2 separate regions of the Rattus norvegicus genome follow, and region 1 is linked to region 2. A link is a contact called in public Hi-C data. All regions are on one chromosome and are shown on one strand. The core of a region is the stretch at or near the end of the contact, and the rest is flanking DNA. Distances in the headings are between cores, read along the strand shown.

Region 1 (6,324 bases), core at 990-3,489, 240 kb after region 2:
CACTCCCTGCCTCCCATTCTAAGTGACTATCTCCTGGCAGAAAGACACAGCCAGGAGCTTTTTGTTTCATTTGTCCTTGGGGTTTTTTATCAGCATAAAGAATGTGGACTGAGCCAAAGTTAGAATAATTCTGCAGCTAAGCAAAAGAGCCCCGTTTAACAGCCCCATTAATTGGAGGCTGTTCCATGATTAATTTGAGGGAAACAGAAGACAGTGATTTCTTTACAACTCACAGTTGGATGTAACATACTCAAAGTAATCCTGTAAATTACATTTTAAATCTTCAACATATTCCGAGCAGATAAAATAGTGGCATGATTGACCAAACTCCTTTTAAAAGTACACATATTACGATGCATCAAAGTTATAAACAGATGGTATTTGGCCTCCTTCCTATTCTCAACATTTGGAATTTCTAAACTATGTGAATTAAACAATAATATTTTATAAACATACAAGGGATTTTGCTCACTGCTTTGTTAACATAGAAATTATACAATGCTGACATTTATTTAAATTTTAAAAAGAAAACAACAGTGTGCATGGAAATAAAGCAAACTAAAATCAACAGAGAAACAGGCTCTGCGTGCTTACCACCTACAGTGGCACTGGCCTGGTGAAGGGAAGGCATAATGGGTTGAAGAACAAATTGTAGCTTAGCAGGCCTAATCCTTAGCACTCCAAAGGCTCATTTAACACCTCTCTGTAAACAACGGATATTTATTCCATAATTGGCTATTTGACCATCAGTGTTCATTTACTATGTAACCTGCTATTATGGAGTTAAAAGAAGTTCCCCTTCATTGGCTTGACAGCTTTCATAGTAGTGAAAGTGTCTTTCAGTTTTAAACACACACACACACACACACACACACACACTTCACACTTTTCTCTGGTGACATTGTGGTCAGAGAGAAAAGGGAATGTATCAGATCTCAATTTCATTCCCAGAGATGTTTTTCTAAATAATAGTTTTAACCCTTTCTCCCGTTTGGAAGGGCAACATGTCTGTTGTTCTGTACAAAATAGAAGGTGCTTCCTTTCCAAACACTATTCTGAGCTTTGCAAAGTTTGCTGTGAGGCATCAGTAAGGAACCAGCTCCTTCAGTCCCTTTTGGATCCCGAAAGCCCCATCATTGCTCTCTCTTTATTGTCCCCTCTAAGTATACTCACCACATTCTCGGGCAGCTCTCCTGGGATAGGCTCTGATAGGCCACCCTCTTTCGGACTCTTTTGTGTGTAGGGATGGAATATGGATTTTCCTCACGTTTGGACAATCTACTCAGATCTTGCATCTACAATTCGAGGAGTATTTCAAATCCTCTGGAGGAAAACGTTTCGTGATGTCAGAGAACGTCACCAGCACTCTGGGTTAACTGGGTAACCTTTGGGGTCCAGCTGAACTTCACTTTTGCATGCAACCTATTTTTTGGTGAAAAAGAGGGAGGCTAACATAGACTTCAACTATATACGATGTAATTAATGCTACATGGGATAGGAAGGGAAAGGCCACTGTTGGTACCGGGGAATGGGAACCCTTTTTTCCTTCACACGTGTTTCTTTCTTTACACGTACACACTTGAATAGGTAATAATATGAGGCACTTGTGTGGAAATGCTTTTTAAGCAATTAGAAGTTTGAAAATACAAAACAATTTTCCCACCTCTCCCAAACTTAGAGCAAGTGAAAGACAAATTGACGAGCTGCTTCTAAAGACTTTCTGCCCAAAAGAATCGCTTTAAATACTCCGTGCCCCTACCCTCCTATAAACAACCCGCGTGGTTAGGCAGGGAAACAGTTTATAATCTCTGGTATAGGAATGGTCTACATGGGAGAAAAAAAATCAACAACCAGAAAATCAACCCAACAACATTCGTTCTGGGCATGTGATTTAAATCAGAGTCTGTCAAGGCCAGCGTGGAGAGGAGTGTTTGAAATCCTATAGCCCGTGATCTTTGCTGTAGTCCCGGTGCCCATTGCACATCTCTACTGGGGTTTGCATTGGCCAAACTTAAAACAACTGTGCCTGTGTGTGTGTGTGTGTGTGTGTGTGTGTGTGTGTGTGTGTGTGTGTGTGTGTGTGTTCGCGCGCGCGCGCGTGTGCGCGTAAGAAGCAGCAGTTCTTGTCTGCCCCGTGCATCTTCTGTTCACGCGCCAAGGGCTGAGCGTAGCCACCTCAGAACCCGGTCCCCAGCGCAGTGCCGGTGAGCAGGCAGGGATGCTGAAGCCGGAGTCGGCGTAACGCGGGGTACCCTGGACTCGCGACTCCGCGGGCTCCAGAGGCTGCGGCGCCCGGCCCTGCGCTTGCGAGGGCGCGAGGAAACTCTTCGGTGTCCTGCCTTTGAGCGCCAAGGCGACGCTTGCCCTAGTCCTTTTGCGCCGAGCTGAGCGAGCTGTCAAGGGCAGAAGCCATCTGATCCTCGGGGATGCTCTGCTACCAGCGACCCCAGGCCCGTACAGCACAGAGGACCGCGGCAGTGCTCCATCAGTACTCTCTGGCCGGGCATCCCGCGACGCGGCCAGGAAAGTCCCAGACTGCAGCAAGGGTCAGACCCCACCGAGGGTAGAGAATTGGTGCTGGGCGGGAGGGAAGACCGAGGTGGCAAGCCCCAGACAAGGGATCCTTAATTACAGATAAAAGTCACACAAAACCGTACGCTACATTTTCCACGTGTCAGCTGCTGGCCGCGACAAAAAGAAACAGAACACGAAGGGGGGTGGTCCCCATTTATAATGTGTGCAATGTAAAATGCATGAGGTAGTGACTATGGGTAGGTGGTGCCTGGGGCCACATCGCAGCTGCACATTCGGTGGTGTAGGAGGACAGTTTGCTGATGCACCCAGAGGTCTGAGGAACCTCTTACAGAAAAAGACTATAAATACTCTGCTCCAGCATGTTCTGCTGCTTTAAAACTTCATTATTCATACATTTTTAAGTTCTAAAATTTGGTGCTTAAAGTGTTGCAATTTATCTTCAGTAATATCTTTACAACACACACACACACACACACACACACACACACACACACACACACACACACCCCAGATTTTATTTTGCAGTTCCGTAGCTTCCATTTTATTGGCTTGGTACCGCCTACTAGAAATATAGGGGCAAAGCCAACAGAATGAAATCTAGGGAAAGCAGCAGTAAGCACAACAGTTCTCTGTGCCTCTCTGGATCAACTGGAAAAAGGATACTCTTGCTTCTTTTCCTTTTAATTAGTCACGATCCCCCAAACGATCTCCACCCTGCCCCTGGGCTTTAAGATAGAGGTCACTCAGCTATGTCCTGAGTTCTGCAAAGAAGGTACTTGTGCAAGACTCCCTGGCTCAGCGTCATTACAAACCTCTAGTCCTTCTTCCTGACTGCCAATCGGAAAATACACTAAAAAAGGCTAAATGACCTCTGAAATCATACCACCAACCTGGGTTCCCTTTTGGATTTTCTGGCACTGCTGTATCAGTTCAGAAGCACAGGGGTTGGTCTGCCCGCACATCACCAGCTACACCGAAGGCAATAAGGCCACACAACCCTTAGTCATTTTACCAACCTCTCCCCCTCACAGGAGTAGCTCTCTTTTCAACTGTATTTTCCTCCAACAACACTATTTTTTTTCCCTACAGTACTTTAGGAAAAAAAAATTCCAAATGGTTTTTCATGTGGCTCCAGTTAAGTGATTTGCCCACACCCCAAATCATACCATTTGCATTCAAGATTAAGAGCTGCATATCAGTGACTCTTAAATACCTTCTGATGCATCATTTCAATTTAAATGATCCTGACATTATTGGGCAGGCAAATGCCTGAACCAAGATGTATGTGGACTGGCTGCAGCCAGAAGACAGTCCTGCAGTTGGACAGTTGAAGTCAGAGAGACATCTTTTTCACTTTCCACAAACAGTCTAGGAGATTAACAGATCACACAAGATTTTGTCCCTTCCCTACTTTCGGACGAAGCTTTAGGTGAATGCTACAGAACCTCTCTAGCATCCATTGCTGCAAAGCTAGCCACACCCTCTGCACATTCAGGCTTTATTTCTCAGAAAAGCAAGGTAAAAGCACATTGGGAGACTGCGTTTTTACAGCTCTCCCTTGTGTGCATCGTCCCATTGCCCTTGATTTAGACGAGTTGCTAATTCTTACCACCCACTGATGAGTGGGGCAGGCTTCAGTTTATATTAACAAATGATGCTCACGAATAGGTTTCTAGATGCCAGAGTAAAGATTTCTTCATTGTTTAATGGGTGGAGAAAGGAGAACGGCAATAAAACCGGCTCTTAAGTCACTCGGAATCCAGCTTCACACATCGAGAGGATTTCTGTTTCTGTTTTGAATGGACTTCTTATTTCTCTTTAAGTTCTCATTTTTTTTTTTAATACTCAACTTTGTGCATGGCTTCAAACTCAGTTTTCTTTCCTAGTTTTAAGTGTTTATAACTGTCCATATTTACCCCCTCCTCCCCTGAAGAATTTCACAATAAATCCCTGCACCAAATAAATTAAAATCAGCAACTTCAGACACTCAAGGAAGAGACATTAATCCACTTAGTAAAATACCCAGAACTCCCCCTCTCAATTTCAGCCCTTTTTAATGTAACGTTAGTAATTGCAGCTGGCTCCTTACGCTTCCAACCCTCCCTTCTATTCTGAATCATATTGGCCTTGTTTAACCTTCATTTCCTCTCCTACCCCCCACATTTGTCCACATACTTTTCTTTGACCGGGATTCTTTCTCTCTGCTGCCTGGATTGAAGGCAAAAAGAATGGAGCTAGGAGCTTAGTCCTTTCTGGTAAATTCTTGTCCTATGTCTCCGCTCCACTATTAGTGCTTTGTAAGTTTTAGACATCCTCCGGCTATTTAGTTACTGCTCTGCATTCCCTTGATTGATCACTAAGTTCTTTGGGTTTTTTCAGAACTGCTCCATAATCCTGAAGCAACAGCCTTTTCTTGGCATGTTCTTTGGAATGTCTTTCCTGGCAAGGACAGGCATTTTGGTTTGACTGCAATTCTTAAGTTCAATTCAAAGCTAATTTGTTCAGTTAGGCTTTTGCTAGGACCGGCTCTGCTTCTCACTTCTCAGTCCTTCAGTGGTGTACGGAGGGTGGGCTATAAGAACAAGATGTAATAGAGTTACATTGTACTTGATTATCAGTTCTCAAAACCAGCTGCATGCTTTGATATCTGTGTAAGGAAATATCAGAAGATAATACGCCATTGGTATTTATTACTCTATAATTAAGGATGTGTCAGTGTTTTCCTCTAAAAAAAATAACCTCTATTTTCAGAAATTCATATCTCAGGCATAAATTTCCCTATGAATTAGAGTGTAATACCATATCAGAAGTTGCTTCTTTTTAAGTTACTCCTCCGTTCTTTCTCTTCCTGAGGAAATACAATTCAGGATGCTGTTCCTTAGTTATCTACTGGGGATGAGAGAAAATAGACCTAGCAACACACAAATGAAGGAGCTGCCAGCATCAGCGGCCCCCATGGGCCCCTGCCTCTGAGAGAATGGGGGGCTACCCTTCACAGCTTTCATCCTTTGAAGGGTGTGCAACTTCATCCTTTTAGACTTAAAAGACAGCAGAGAAGAGTCAGTTCAGGAATGTCGCAGGTGGCATTTGGGGTTCCTAGCACCAGGCATCAGTGCTTTCACACTGCTCTCCTTTTGTTCATTTAGAATGCATACATGGCGAGAACAAGCATGGGACATGTCTGTAGTAGGGTACTGGCAACTTACCACTCCACGCTTCTTCTGACAGCCACCGATGGGAGAACACAGCAAGCCAGCAGTTGAAGACACACTTTCAACTATCCCTTCTTTTTAGGACTTGATCAATGGAATCGACTACAAACTCAAGAAGGAGCCTAGACACATCTGAGTCTCAGGTGTGTCTCTGCCTCCGGGGACCTAAAGCGGCACAGTGTCTCCTTAGGGCTCCAGATTCTCATAAGCAAATTAAATTCAATTGTGAGGTCATGGAGACACATGCTGGTCCATGTTGATGAATCCAGCCCAATGTAAACATACAGAGACTGGTGGAGATTGTTCCAGACATCATGAACATTCAAGGGCCAGGTAACAGCAATCAAAAATACAAAAATACTGGCCACACTTGGTCTCTCCCGTGACAAAGTGAGGACCAACCGAGTAATCCAATGTGAACTTGGTGTTTCTCTAAAGATCAAATTCTCTCTCTTTCTGGAGCTCTAATACAGTCTGGTTCTTAGGTATGTTGGTCTGGTTTAATTTTCTCAGTTTTGAATTGGTACTAGGAACATTAAAAATTCAAATAAAAATGACCACATTCCAAAAACCAAGG
Region 2 (6,580 bases), core at 1,866-4,365:
TCTGACACTTGTAACAAAAATGTGATTCTGTGAAATCCAAATGAGAATCATAAATAATATAAAATCAGCATTAAGAATGTGACTGTAAGTCTAAGAAATGGGATTGACTTTATGAATATCAAGAGTCAAAACCACAATCACATATATCCACGAACATGCTTATAAGCATGCATGTGAACCTACACGTGTATGTGAATATATGCATGTACTTATAGATTTATATATCCCAGCATACCCAGACACTCATTCTCTCTCCTGAACTCGAGTAATCCACATGCAACCATCACCTCCTACCCAGCTCTGTCCTGGTATTGTGGTATTTGCTGATCACTCTGTAAATAATTCCTTAAAGCTCATCGGTTGGGGAGGGGCGCAAGACTTTCTCAAGTGAAGGGTTGAATGTCCTCCCGATATGCTGCGTCAGCTTGGTAATAGCACCTTGCTGGATCTTTGTAAGGGGACATTGCTGTAATAGTAGCTACTTCTGGGGGCCGTTCTAGTATTTCCATAAATCTATAACCTGCCAGTGCTGGATAACAATATAAAAACTTATTTCTTCACTTTCAATGCAACGGCAACTGAATCCACTCCCGGGTTTGTGGATGGCACCGTAATTTCTTACGTTTATTTTATTGGAAATACTCTGTGATTTTTTTTTAAGATTTTTTTTAAGAAGACCTACAGAGTAAGTACCGCCTAAGTGACATATTGTTATTTAAGCCTTCGTCTAGTTTTACATATGCTTCGTTATGATAAAAAAAAAACAGGTTGGAAGGACTGATTCCATGACCTCTGTTTCTCATTTTAACCCTACCGATATGTCACCCATGGCAACCCTTAAACTGATTTTAATAGAGTCAATCCTATTATTCATTTAAATTGAGGTGCAAGAGCACTTAGACCAGGGAAATTTGCATTCAGCAAATGGGGATTTGATGAGCAGAAATGATAAGATATATGTTGTTAGAACATGGCCTATTTTGCTAGCAAATAAACAGCTCTTGAAATTGATAAACTTCAGAATATTTTATCCTCAAATGTTTATACATAAATGATTAAAATGCATTAGCAATTCTGCTTTTGGAAAAAAAACATATTGGGAAAACAACACAGTTGTGTTGCTTAAATTTGTAATTAACAAATTTATTACTAATTCTGTTCAGTTCTTTAATATGCTGCATTCCTGAAGAAGAACATTAATACACAATGGCAGGAAGAAGCTAATTTTGAGACTTTGGAGAAATGAATGTCTTTTAATGCTGTGTGTTTCTCTTATCTGCATGCCACATTATTGTAATAAGTACATTCAGGAATAATTTCTTTTCAAATATTTTTACAAATCTTGCTCTTATTTGCATGCAAGTAAGTTGTCAGCTTAAATCTTTGAAATGCAAAATATATCTCATTTCTATATTTCATCAAGGAGCCTTTCATGTTTAATAAATTACAACTTAGATCCTCTAAGACTTTGTTTTTCATTAACTAAAAGCAAAAGGATACATTTAAAATCTTAATCACAACCTGCAAGGGTATTTGCATGTTGCTAATATTCGTCTTGATGGGACTTTTAATATTTGCAAACTAATCCGGAGAGCAAGGTTATACCAATAATTTCTGAAGGCAAAAAAAAACTTTTTTGCATTATTTTCTTTATTATATTCATCAAGAACTTTGAAAAGAACTTTCCATGGGTCAGCTTCCAGGATTCTTATGCTCTTTTGCACGTGCACCTCTCAAAATATTTTTCAGAAGCACTGGCATCTCAGAAACACTATGGGAAAAGAGGTAGAGAAATGCCACGCCTCTGTACTCAGTCCGGTGTTTTATGAATACTCGATTGAATTTGCTAGAATCGTTATCCACCCCAAACAAGCAAGGTAAACCACCCCCTCCCTCCTCAGCTACCACCTCTGGGTGATAAACAAAGGTATCCACTGAAGAGAGATCAAAGGCTACACTTCCCTTTCTTCAGCTTGACCCCAGTTCAAACAGGATAACAGTGTTTCTGTCTTTTTGCTTGTTTTAGTTATTATTTTTATATTAGCCAAAAAACCTCAGCTGATCTTATAGCAAGTCTGCACAGTCTGGATGGGCAGAAATGGGATGGATCATCTCATCTCAACAAAGACAAAAAAAAAAGAAATGTCTTGACAGCTCAATATCCTTATTAGGGTTGCAGGGTCCCGTGGGCCACTGCAATACAGTGTCACACAAGAGGCAAACTTCTGAACTTGCTGCCCTGAGACCTTCCCTTAATCTTTTACTGTGGAATGAAAGATCAAAAACCCCAAGCAGTTTTAAAAATATGCAGCTAATGTCACGCAGTTAAACTGATGTAGCATGCATGTTGTTTTGCAAACTAACAGGTTAAATATGGCTTTGCTTTAAGATTCCCATCAAATTTCGTTTTTATAGAGAAATTTCTGAAAGCAGAAGGGGTTGAGGGAGGGTGAGGTAAAAAGAAATAAATCATTGTAGTCTCAGGAACAGTAATCCTTGTTGAGGATTTTGGCTGATTGATATAAATAACATCGTCCCCGCCATCTGTCCGAAGAGGGACCTTTCCAGTCCGTGTTAAGCTGCAACGGCAGAATAATTAATGAATGGTGTCCTTTGTGCTGGTAATAAAGACAAGACAAATTATGTTATAATCCAACTGCTGCTCATTTGTCACAGCCAAATAAAATGTCAAATAAAAGTGAGGGGGCACTGTGTTTGTTTAACGGACGGCATGCTACCTGTTTCTATTGTTGACAGACAACCAGAGTGCAAGTTTTGAACGTTACGGACTAGGAAAACCTCTGAACTCAAATCGCATTTCCTTGAGAGCTGGGGTGGGAATCTAGCGAGATTCGGGGGGGGGGGGGTTGGGGGGGGGAGCCTGGCAGAGAAACACTGAAGTAAGTTTTAATTAGAGAGCTGTAATGCCACCCGCTCCTCTGAGTAAGTCGGTTTGCGATTGCAGCGCAAAAGCTCTGCCTGCAAAGTGCAAGTTCAAAACACAGCTGAGCTATTTGCAAATCTGCAAGAATTCGGGAGGGCTCTCGTCTTGCATTTTCAGGATAGACACATTCATCCAGTTGCTGGGAAAGCCAAATAATGAAAACGGAGCCGGGATTTAGCAAGTCCCGCTGGGAATTACCTATGACGGAGGGCAGGGCTGCACCTCCTCAGAACATGCTCCTGCTGTAAAGATTCACAGACCTGGCATTCAGACAGGCATCTGTCGCTTGCTCTAATGCCAGTTCATAGTATACATACAAACATCTGCTTCCGTGCACAAAGGGATACAGAGCGCTTGACAGGTCTGTGTTAGCCTGCTTCGCAATGCCAGTTCTTTATGCAAAAACCCTAATGCTTCCCGGCAAGCCATTAGAAGTGATACAATCAGCCCAGGCCCCATTAAGCCATCAGTGTCCACCTGTGATAAAGATGGCCATTTGTTTTCTTAAAGCCCACTTAATGTCTGCTTAACTCAATTTGTCAGGAAATGTAGAACAATTTCCTCACAGTCTGAAATTTGGTAGTGGTTCAAGTCAAAGGCCAGGTCTCGTCCTATTCAAATGATGGAATAAACAGTCTTCACGTTTGAATCTCCCTGAGGAACCACTGTTTACTTTTTCTGAAAAATATGTTGCTGGAAAGGGAAAACATTTGCATCCCTTTACCATTTTTTTTCCTGAAGTCCTGGAATATATCTAGCAGGGAAGAGGGCTGTGACTGGATTATCTTAAAAAGACAACAACAACATAATTTTATTTTCTTTCTTAATTCAGCCAAAAATTGGTTTTAGGAGAAGAGGCTTTGCGAAATGTCACAGAATTGATCACTTTGCTGTCTTTAAAATATCCCATTGTCATATGCACTAACTTACTACTTGGTTTACTTCTGCTTAGAACATTTCCGAATTGCTTCCATTTAGAGCCATTTGTTGGAAATTGGTCTTGTCTTTTATACCCTTTAGCACAGAAATTTTTAAGCTATTTTCGAAAAACAGAAAAGTTCTTAGGAACTTACGTTAATCAAATATGGGAGCTTATGTTGCTTCTGCTCCAAATCACTTTTAGCCACATGGCCGTTGAAGGCTCAGAGTGTATTTCTATGGCTAACCAACAGGGGGCACCCTTAAGTATTTCAGCTATAGCGGGGCCCTAGCCCAGTAGACTTGTGCCCCGTGCAAAATAAACATCAATTTTGACCAACATTTAATCAAATATTTATTGCCTATCCAACAACCTCTACATTCTAAGGTTTGACTTTCGGATCCTTGTATTTCTGCTTAGTGTACAGAAGAGCTGGCTACTGGTTACTAAAGCATCTCTCTGATCATGGCTGTGTGTGAGATCCGCTAAACAACGAAATCAATTAATTACCTGGCTGATTTGGTCAACGAATATCTATCGTGTTCTGAAAACTGAGGCAAATTGAGGTTTAAGTATGTACAGTAGCTGAATAACTGCCTCCTTTTTAATTTTACAAGGAAAAAAGAGCCTTAATAGGTATGTTTTCCAAAGAGAAGAGAAATCAAGGCTGAACGGTGGTGAATTCTGTGCTTGCAAACAAGAAAGCAGCTGCCTATTTTTTCCAGCCTGGCAGTCTATCAACAGCTTCGCCTCTGTGCAGTGCAGTGGTATTGTACGCACATGGCGTAGGGAGTCCATGTTGCACTATTCTAAGGTGCAGCCTAGAAGACAGTAGAGCACCCTAAGAACTGAGATGATGGGGGAGGAGCTAGAAATTAGAATACAAAACCAGAACACATGTTCCACGACACAGTGCAGGGTCTCTGCTCCTTCGGATTGCAAACATACAGTCCTCTGGGTTTCCTGCACTTGCTCAACAAAAGCCTCTCCACCCAATATATTCAACCAGGAGGAAAAAAAATGGCTAGTACAAACACGTTCTACTCAGTTCTGGAACACAATTACCAAAAGGTCAACAGCACCACCAACTCCTAAAGGAATGTCATAGAAAAAAAGGCATGTGAGTTTTCCAAAAATGGTCTGACCTATGTAAGGAGCTTAGTTATTTTTGCAAAATCAACTAAACAAAAGATTCTCATATTGTAAACACCAAGCCTTAATTTTATTGTCATAAACCCATACTGCCATAAAAATAGGAAAATACATCAAAAATTTAAAAATACATATTATTTATTCAACTAATACTTGTGTATATTTCTTACGAAGCTTTCAACTTACATGTTTAGGTGAGTTATAATTATATCATACCTAAACTATTGTACAAACTCATCTTAAATTGAATTTTTTTTACAGATCTTAAATAGCAATTAAAATTAACTTAAAATCTACTTAAAACACAGAGACTATGAAAATGACTCCCAATTTTATGGTGATTTAGAGCTATTTCCTTCTGACCCATCCATACTACATTTGTGTTGGGGATACACATTCATAATTATAAAATCAATGATATACAAAATTCCACATAATGCCTACTGTTTCTTCATCTTCCCTTCTTCATTACTTTAACTACTTTTTCGCTACATTTCTTCAAAACAATTGTTACAGGAACACATGCTTACTGTGGATTCTTAGCAACAGATGTCAACATGTCTGTAACAGTTTTGTTTTACCAGAGGAAGAAGAAACAGACACAGTCTCCTTCCAGCACAATGCCTCAGTAGAACTTTGTTACTAAACTCCAGGATGAACAGCACCCGTCATTGTTTTGAAAAGTGGCTGCCCATCTCCAGCCCCTTCCTCTCAATGGTGTTGCAGAAACTGTTGAGCATTCCTGTTGAGCAAAACAGAAGCAGAAGTGCAATAAGGCAAATGTTTTCCTGGGTTTGGGATCCAAACTCAGTAGATACTTAGTTTTCCCTGTAAGGTCTCTATTCTTGAGGTGTAAATTCAAACCCTTCAGTGGGCAAGTAAGTTTCAAGTCACTTTCAAGAAAGATGTGATATTATTCATCTTGCATAGATGAGAATACCCCTCTAATGACTTAGCAAACAAATGACAATTTGTTGATATACTCGATTTGTTTGAGAATGTAGATAATTTGGGCCACACAAAAGTTCCCTTCTAAACTCATTAGTTATTGCTTTGGGGTTTTTGTTGTTGTTGTTGGTGGTGGTGGTGGTGGTTGGTTGGTTTTTTTGTGGTTTTTTTTTTGGTGTTTTTGTTCTGTTTTGTTTTGTTGGATTTGGTGAGGAAAGTCTTAGGAAAGCCTATGAGTTGATTTATTTAGTCCTGTTTTGAGTTCAATGTTTGTAAGGAAATGCGTTACACTCATCATTTAAAAGTTTTACCAAAATCTCTCTCAATAGTGTATCTATGCAGTTATCAGTTATATTGTGTTCAAACCTGTCACCTTTAATACTCCAGAAGGATTTTTCGCCCTTATTCCCAGGCATTGTCTTCAATTCATCTTTGATCATTACACGTAGATTTCTGTTAGTCTTTCAAATGTTATGATTTTCCCAGAGCATTTATGTACATATAAATCAGCTAGCTCTCTGACATCTGACGTGTCCTCTTCATTGCTATCTATGCTTCCACATTCTAGGGAAAGTTCTCTTGTTTGTGGTCCACACCACTGACTTAACTTTCTACCG

What was found. Hi-C and Micro-C count contacts between places; a contact is called where the count stands out from the background.
Region 1: a contact with region 2 is called in a Hi-C map of frontal cortex, with 1.7 times the contacts expected there. The contact joins two enhancer-like sites. A contact is called at or near these places in 2 of 12 Hi-C or Micro-C datasets (Schwann cells and frontal cortex).

Annotation. Positions count from the first base shown.
Region 1 is chr3:49,166,777-49,173,100 of GRCr8, forward strand. All of the region lies in intron 1 of LOC134486357 (a long non-coding RNA gene), which reads left to right. Among named protein-coding and RNA genes, the nearest start is that of Gtdc1, 400 kb to the right of the region's middle. Within about 2 kb of position 2,240, at least 45 of the 93 cell types and tissues checked have an H3K27ac peak or open chromatin away from gene starts, as enhancers often do.
Region 2 is chr3:48,922,551-48,929,130 of GRCr8, forward strand. All of the region lies in intron 12 of Arhgap15 (Rho GTPase activating protein 15), which reads left to right. Among named protein-coding and RNA genes, the nearest start is that of Arhgap15, 530 kb to the left of the region's middle. Within about 2 kb of position 3,116, at least 27 of the 93 cell types and tissues checked have an H3K27ac peak or open chromatin away from gene starts, as enhancers often do.